2 separate regions of the Mus musculus genome follow, and region 2 is linked to region 1. Evidence: chromatin contacts called from public Hi-C data. All regions are on one chromosome and are shown on one strand. The core of a region is the stretch at or near the end of the contact, and the rest is flanking DNA. Distances in the headings are between cores, read along the strand shown.

What was found. Hi-C and Micro-C count contacts between places; a contact is called where the count stands out from the background.
Region 2: a contact with region 1 is called in a Hi-C map of muscle stem cells, with 2.9 times the contacts expected there. The contact joins the promoter of Slco2b1 here to the enhancer-like site in region 1. A contact is called at or near these places in 11 of 39 promoter capture datasets (the C10 cell line, HPC-7-derived erythroid cells, cranial neural crest and 5 more), 2 of 15 datasets of contacts at CTCF or cohesin (the G1E-ER4 cell line and liver), 108 of 484 Hi-C or Micro-C datasets (the 63-12 cell line, 8-cell embryo, the AML12 cell line and 63 more), 16 of 115 datasets of contacts at active chromatin or transcription factors (the HPC-7 cell line, astrocytes, bone marrow-derived dendritic cells and 11 more) and 5 of 9 other capture datasets (adipose tissue, embryonic stem cells, liver and 2 more).

The regions. Positions count from the first base shown.
Region 1 is chr7:99,662,645-99,666,651 of GRCm38.p6, reverse strand. It overlaps Slco2b1 (solute carrier organic anion transporter family, member 2b1), which reads left to right. Exons shown (of 14, transcript NM_001252530.1): 10 at 1,708-1,873. Among named protein-coding and RNA genes, the nearest start is that of Gm25409, 11 kb to the right of the region's middle. Within about 2 kb of position 1,876, at least 96 of the 459 cell types and tissues checked have an H3K27ac peak or open chromatin away from gene starts, as enhancers often do. A contact at or near this core is called in the CH12 cell line, the G1E-ER4 cell line, the N1E-115 cell line and 20 more, where this site is marked.
Region 2 is chr7:99,704,582-99,708,679 of GRCm38.p6, reverse strand. Slco2b1 (solute carrier organic anion transporter family, member 2b1) reads left to right here and starts at 1,838. Exons shown (of 14, transcript NM_001252530.1): 1 at 1,838-2,169. The coding sequence starts at 2,154. It overlaps Gm34280 (a long non-coding RNA gene), which reads right to left. Exons shown (of 5, transcript XR_003946841.1): 4 at 2,942-3,063.

The sequences.
Region 1 (4,007 bases), core at 627-3,126:
GGGAAGAGCCAGGGTGCAGCCAGTTGCGGGATAGTATTTCCAGGGAGGCTGAGACCTGCGGGCCCGCAGAAGTGGAATGGACGCCACGCATAGGAGGCAGGACCCAGCATAGCCTGAGAGAGACATTTGTTCCCAGATGAAATTAGGTCTGCCCAAGAAGGGACAAGCTCCATGCCTTGGTTTCAAAAAGCAGGTGAACAAGGAACTGGGCAGTCCCCCTCAAGAAGGCAGACGAGGTTAAGAAACCTTGCCTCTTCCTACGGTGACCTCATTTTAACTGGAAGATGTACTAAGCTTTGTTTGGCCCAGTACCCAGCTAGAATTTCCCCCTTGGCACAGCCTCCCCCACTCAAGTGCCAGGTTTCCTCACCTGGTCCCTCTCTCACGTGACTTCGGAGGACTCAGCTCAGGGCCAAGACACTTGGACCCCACCCTCATCACTTGACTCCATTCCTTCTTTTCTCTAAGAGCCAGGCTGTCTGGAGTAGGGCCTTCTGTGTACGGGCCACACCCTATGGGCCCACAGGAAGCCCCAAGCCTGAGCAATTATGTTTCATGTCAAGTCAGTGGGGATTTTAAGCAAAGGGGCAATGATAGAACCCATTAGAAAGACTGCATGGAGACTTTATGAAGCACACGCGGGTGGAGTGGGGTGGGGTGAGGTGGGGGAGCCTTGAGCCTGCTGAGTGTGTAAGAGGCCCTGGCTCTGGGCAGGTGTCCATGACACTAGTTGTACAGGAATAGGGACTTTCCCCAGTTCACTCAACTGGTCTCAGGCCATCCTGCTTGCCTGTGTCTTCTTTCTCCCCTCCTCCCTCAGTCTTGACATCGCATCTCACCCATATTCTCACCAAAGATCTTATAATTGATGCGCTCCAAGTTCTAGTTCACTGAGGCTTTCCGAGGCCAATGGAGTTTCCCTCTTGTGTTCCTCTGAGTCTCCATGAGATCTCTATAATCGCTTCTGTTGATAGACCCACTTTACTGAAGATACGGTGTCACCTGGCAAGGGTGTTGTGTTTCCTCCTGGCATGAAAGCCAGGCTACAGCCTATGTCCCAAAGCTGTTCTCTAGCCCCCAACCCAGGGTGCTCACCCCTTTAGACTCAGCCTCTCTTCTAGCTCCAGCTCCTATCCAACCTCAGTTCTCCAGCTAGGGTAGAGCACGCCTGGGATCCTGGGGCAGGTCCTCTGGTGGGGGCACTTGACACTGTGAGCAGGACAGGAGAATGACCACAGAGGTCGTGAGACTTCAGGAAAGCGACAGTGAGAAGGGAACCCCAGCCCAGATTACAGAGAAATTACCGTCCCGCAGGGAGGAAGGCATAGGTTAGAGGCCCCACAGCTGCTCCATCTCCTGCCAGGGCCCACCGCAGCTGTCCTTGGCTGAGACAAAGTAACAATTCAGCTCAAAGAGAGAATGGCCCCTTCATCTGACACTCACTTCTGGAAGGGATTTCAATTGTGTTCCATCCAAATACAGGAATATTTGCAGAAGCTCCCAGACATGTAGAATCCAGGGTTGAAAGGGCACTCCACAGCCCAGACTCCTCACTCCCCCATCAGGAAAGTTCCTTAAGCGGTTCTCCCTCAGGGAACAGCTGCAGCTGAAATCACTGGCCACTCCTCTCAGAGTAGGAGCCAGGCTTCAGCCAGAGGCCTGAGAGAAGAGAGCCCAGCCAAACACATTTGCCTCTTCTCTGTCTAGTGCCCAGCCAGGGCCAAGCCTGTTTCCTGGCTGCTCAGAGCCCTGCTCCTGCCAATCAGATGACTTTAACCCTGTTTGTGATACCAGTGCCTATGTGGAGTACACCACACCCTGCCATGCAGGCTGCACAGGTCGTGTCGTCCAGGAGGCTCTGGGCAAAAGCCAGGTAAGGCCAACCTCCCACACACCCTACTCCTCCTATCACACATGCTGCCTGTCACTCTGAACCTCTTGCTTTCCCTCTGTCTCTGCCTCGTTCCTCTGCTTTGGCAAGTGCAGAGCCCCGTTCTGTCAACAAGTTTCGTTGCCAGCTAGGGCTCAGGGAGGTGAGCCTGAGCTCCCAGCTGCTAGCTTGCTTGAGGAAATGACCCACAGGAACTCCAGGCTACAGATGGACAGAAGTGGTCCCTACCAGTACATACAAGCGTGGAAAGGGACACAGCCCATCTGGGAGGGTCTCTGAGGGCCCCAAAAGAAGCACCATCTGTGACAGATCTTCCGGGATCATTAGGAAAATAAGGGCTTGGGATGGGAGGACTTTCTAGGCAGGACAGCAGCATATGTAGAGATTTTAGGAACACACACTTTGTGTGTCTTGCTAGACTTCCCTCCCCACCCAGGTCTTGCACTGAGTGGTTTACCGGGTGAGTTTACTAGCAAGGAAGCAGAAAAGCCACAGTTCCTAGGAGATTTTAAGCACTTACTTTTTTTATGCCCATTGTATAGATAATAAATGAAGGCCTGGGAAAGGACTAAGCAGTGCCCAAGGTCTTATACCAGAGCTGGGACTAGAATCAAGGTCTCTGGTCCGAAGCCTGCACTGGATTCAGAGGATCCACCACTCAGGAGGGTCAGCGCTCAGGGATTCTTTCCAGCCTGGGGTTGATTGGCTCTTGTCACATGTAACTCCTTGGTTCATCATAAGAACCTGGGCCCAGGAATGGGCTGGTCCATGCCCAAGGTGCACTCAGGTAGAGACAGAGTAAGATCTCAGGCTTATAAGGCAAAGTCATCCCTGTGGGGGAGACTGGAGACGTCTGTGAGGACCTCCCACCATGGACATAGATGCCTATGAGGAAAGCTTGGAGAAGAATCTAGAAAGCAGTGTCCAGCCTTGGTGTCCACCCCAGCTGTCCTTCCAAGCAAAGGAGCAGTGTTGGAGCTACCTGCCAGTCCTCTGCTTTGGCATGTTTTTCCATGACCTGACTCCAGGGCGTCTGCAGCTCAGCGGGCTGCTCCGCATGTAACTGAAGCCTAAAGGCCACTCCTTACATATGTGAAGCGCTGCGAGGGCTTAGAGTTCTGCCAGTACAGCCTGGCCATACCTAGCAGCTCTGCATGGCAATAGGTGGACATCCCAGTGGCCCCTCCCTCTGCCATCCTATCTTTCTTCTTTCATTAGTTCTATCTCCTAAATACTTCGCCTCAAAAGTCTTTCCCCATGCACCCTGACAGTGGGAACTTCTGCTTGCTCATCCCAGTAGCCACTGAGCTTAAATCCTTTCAAAATGCTACCTTGGGTTTCTCAACCCTTCTCATGCTGAGAATTGTCAGAGAATTTTTTTTTCTGTAGTAAGAAGCAAGAGGCCCAGGGGTCTCCAGGTACCCTAGCCAGCAGTTCACCAATCCCTGCCCAGCTGGCTGTGGCTTCCAGTAACTATGGTCCAATTGTCCAGGTCTGACCTAGTGCTGCAAAGATGGCTCAACGTTTACGAGTGTAAAGAGTGGACAGCTCCAGCAGGGGATCCGAGCTCAGTCCCCAGCATCCATGGCTGGCAGCTTGCAGCCACCTGTAACTCCACTCTGAAGATCTGACACACTCTTCTGGTCTCTGTGGGTACCTACACTTACATATGCGCGTGCGCATGCGCACACGTGCAGACACACACACACACACACACACACACACACAAATAAATAAACAAACACATAGACACTTTGAACAATAGGAAAGGGAAAAAAAGCCCAGCTTGCTGGACTCACTCAGGACAGCTACCTAAGGACAGTGGTGGTAAGACCACCTATTAGTTGATCCCTGGCTGGAAGTTCTGCAGGCTACCATCAAACACACTAGTACTGGCAGAGAGACAGTGTCTGCCTCACAGCTGTGCCTCAGTCAGACTGTCTCAGTGTGTGAGCACAGTCAGACTGTCTCCAGGCACCTTACTTGACTCAAATGATCACAGATCAACCAATGGTCAGAGTCTGGGGCTCCAGCCAGCTCTGCCTTACTGGCTGTAGAAACTTGGGAGCTCTCAGGCCTTAGGCCCAGGCCCTTGGCTGGCTACTACCCTTGGAGG
Region 2 (4,098 bases), core at 589-3,088, 42 kb before region 1:
CAGAGCTGGGACCAGAATGGAGCTCAGCAATCTAGTTCCCTGCATCCTTCTTCCTGCAACCCGAAGCAGATGGCTCCACAGATGAAATCTCCTGTTGTGTCAGGTTTACAGAAAGGCCCGTCTCTACGTGGGCTACTCAGAGAGAAGGGCCCTGGTTCTGCCAACAGCTCAGGGTTTTACAACAACGTCAGGCTTGGCAGGAACCACAGGACCATGAGAATGTCAAGGATGCTGGGAGCTGCAGAGTTTTGCAAGCCATGCCAACAGCAGGCGAAGCTTTAAAAAGGCATCAAGTTTCGCAAACAATGGGAATCTGCAGATGGTGCTAGGATCCACACAGCCCATGGGGCTGTGCAGTGTGCAGGCTGCAGCAAACAGCAATGTTCCCAAGTACACGAGGCCAGGGAGCAAGGCAGCAAGCACAGAGCTTAGGGCTCCTGTGGATGGGACCCAACTCAACTACTAGTTCAGGAACTGTCTGAGGACCTGTTAGCTCAAGTTTCATAGGCTGACCTTTGTTCCACCTAAGCACATCTGAGTCCATGAATATTCTGGTTTCATACAAAAAGCCTCAGTTCCTGAGGCTAAGTCAGTGATAAGAGAGTTTCTAAGGGACCCTCCTTCTTGCAGCTCTGTACCAGTGATTTGATATCTTGAAGGTTCTCTGTCTTCCAGTCTCTAGGAAAACTCGCTGCTGACTTTGGACTGAAGGGTGAGAGCCCAGATCTACTCTGGCTTCCCAATTAGGACAGAGTCTTCTTTCTGTCAGTCCGTCACAATTGCTGGCCTTCATCCACGGTCACGTGCTCATATTGCTGGTCCTTCAATGACACCTTCACTCAGAAAGCGTTGGGCATCTGGCTGAGTGCCTAAGCTCCAGCCAGATCTGTATCTCAGATGTCCCAGCTTTCTATGGCCAAGTGGGCTAAAGGAAGCTCTCTATCATTCCGAGGAAGCTAGACTCTCAACTCACATCCCCACTCTATGCACAGGTCTCCTTTTGGAGATGGAGTTGTGCTCATTTCTGTATCAAATTGGGGCCAACTCTTCCCTGAGAAGAGAGCCTGGGTTGAAGGGCATGCCTGGTTCTAGCATGATGGGTGGGGGTGGGGAGCAGCAAGACATGTTTTCCCAGCAAGTGGGGTGCTCTGTGGCATGTGACTCAGACTGTGAAATGGAGGAATCCAAGGCTGTTGGATGAATGGGCCCTAGGGAGCCTCCCCAGCCCAGTGAAGGCCCTGCCTCTTGCCCCTCCCTCCAGTTCAGCCTCTGGCCTCCAGGCTTGGCTTCTCTATTTATTGTCGCACTCTTCACACCACAAGAACTCCTGTGATGCCTGTCCCTTGGCTAGGGCCAGCACTGGGATGGGATCATTCTTCCAGCCATCTAGAAGACCTTTGTCCAGACATCTCTTAAGAATTTCACGTTTACTGTTTTGTCTTGCTTCCTTTCCCCCTCCCTTCCTTCCCCTTTCATCTAGGTGGCGCAGATGGCAAGGGCAGATATTAGTGAGAGATGAGGGAGACAGGGCAGAGGCTCAGAGGGAAGCAAAGGCTTGCTTCAGAGCTCATAGAGGGTTGGGAAGACAGCAGCCCCACAGGAAAAGCAGCTCAGGCGGTGACTAGGATTGCAGCAAAGAGACTGAACATTCTGGAATGTTTGTCTCTAGAATGGTCCTGAACTTAAGAGCCATAAACAGCTTCTCACTCTGGCCTCTGCTGCTCCCACAGGAAATAACCATAAGCCTCAGGGAGGGACCAGCCTCCTCACTGCATGGGGGCTGGACCTAAACAAACCCGCCTCCTTTGCAACTCCTGGTCCTGGGCTGTCCCAACCAGAGATCAGAGGAATTCATGGAACCAAAGAAACAGACACTGCAAGGGTTGGGGGGTCTAAAGCTAGATAAAGGAGCAAGTTCCCAGAAGAGCTCTCAGGGAGGGGTCAGTTTGAGCAGGGCTTCTACCACACCTGACCTGGAGGCAGCTGCTGTCTAGTGTGGCCAAATAAATATAGCCTAGTGAGGGACAGTCCTACCTTGATGGTCCCTGCTGCTCTCTCAGGAGCTGTCTCCCGTTGTCCACTGGCAGGCTCACTTCCTCTCTGCTAAGCTCCAGGTTGGACTGGGGGCCACAATTCTCTGCATTTCCCCAGCCATGGGGCCCAGAATAGGTAAGTCTGGGGGACGGAACGGAAGGAATTGGGAGGGAGCCTGGAGGCTTCTCCAGCCACAGGAAAGGGGGGAGACTATATATAGTGCCTCTGTGGTGTGCTGAGGAGACAGAGGCTTAGTTCTGCACAGAACAAGCCCCTCTCCCCTGGTCTGTGGACCTCAGAGAGGGTATATGAGTGAATGAGAGGGGCAGGAAGGGAAGCCAGTTTACTGGGCTGGAGACAGGGAGCCAAGCCAAGCCACTCTGCTGAGCTAGAGACCCAAGACCTTAGAAAGGCCAGCCTACCCAGCCTCATTAAGCTAATCCCCAACACTCATCACCCCCACACCGGTGTGAGGGAGGCAACGTAGAGATGGATGGACAAAGTAGAGGACCACAGAGAAGAAGCAGAGAGAGACACACACAGAGAGAGAGAGAGAGAGAGAGAGAGAGAGACAGAGACAGAGACAGAGACAGAGACAGAGAGACAGAGAGAGAGAGAAAGAGACAGAGAGACAGAGAGAATGTGCAAACAGACACAGGAACCAACAGGTGTCAGCAGGACAGAGGGGCAGACTAGGAGCAGGACAGAGGAACAGACACAACATGGCTCTGAAGGAAAGTCACAGCAAGGACCTGGAGGGTGAGAGGGGAGTGTCAGTGTGAGCCAGAAAGACAGAAAACCACCAACCCACAGGGACAAATGCTCAAAGGGACTGACAGACAGATTTCAGACACAATCCACAGGATCCACACAGAGAGGGCACTCTGAGAGGCCTGCTGACACTTACCTGGAGTGGGTAATGGTGGGGTCTGAGGAGGCTAGAGGGGAAGTGTCTGGAAACTTCCTGAGGCCAAGTGTGGAGTGGTGAGAGGAAAGCACAGAGTGGCCAGGTCAGAGTGACAGACCCACCTGTGACAATGGTGGAACAGAAGGTCTTTACACAGGGAGTCCGGGCTGGATGCCCTACAGTAACCCTTGGCCTCCCTGCCACTGCCTGTCTGCTGCAGTGATGGCTTCACACCCACCCAAGCAAGGCCAGGCTTGCCTCCAGGCCAAACAGACTCAGCAGTGTAACAGACACAGTTTGGGGACCCTGGGACACCAGGAAGGGTGGGGATGGGTATTTGCTCTAAGGAGGCTTTATTGGAGAGAGGAAGATGCGGTCAGGTTGAGGGAAGGGTTGGGCTTTATTTTGGGTTTGGTGCCAAAGGATTTGCTTGTAGTTCAGGTTCAGCTCTGACATGCCTCTCTCTGGCCTCTGCCTCCATTGTGCAGGGATCACAGGTGGGCACCCCTGACCCAGGCATAATAGGATGGTTTCACTGGGTTTATGAGCTACGGACAAACACAATTCCTATTTACCTCTTCAGTACAAATGCAGGGATTGGAGATCCCGTGACAGGGGAGAAACTTACACTCTTAGTTCTGCATTGGCCTCCCCCCTATAAAGGCTTGGCTCTGGGTTCTCTAACTGATCTCTGACACATATATAACAGGAAGCTACTATGAGTTCTTGCACTGAGACACCAGCAGGAGACACAGCTTGAGGTGGCCTCCCTCTGGAGTCATCTGTATCCCTCATCCTGTCCACTGTACTGAGCCTCCCTCTGGTGCTTTGGTCAGGCTCAGAACAGTGGACAGGAATAGGGACACAGATGACTCTCAGTCTTTGAAGAGCCCAGGGCCAGCTGTTCTACTAGAGACAGACAGACACCAAAAGGGGATGAGAGTCAGATGTGTCTCCCACAGAGCTAGCCTGACAGTTTGCATGTGCCCTTGGGTAGCTGAGTTCCCTTGTTTGCGCAGGGAGAAAACTAATATTCCCAAACTGTCCCTATGGTGAGAGCCAGGGAAACCACTCTCTGGCCTCTATACCCTTGCTAGGGAGTCCTTGCCCACTGCAAATTTTCTTGAGAAATTTGACATTTCCAACATTTCCAAATA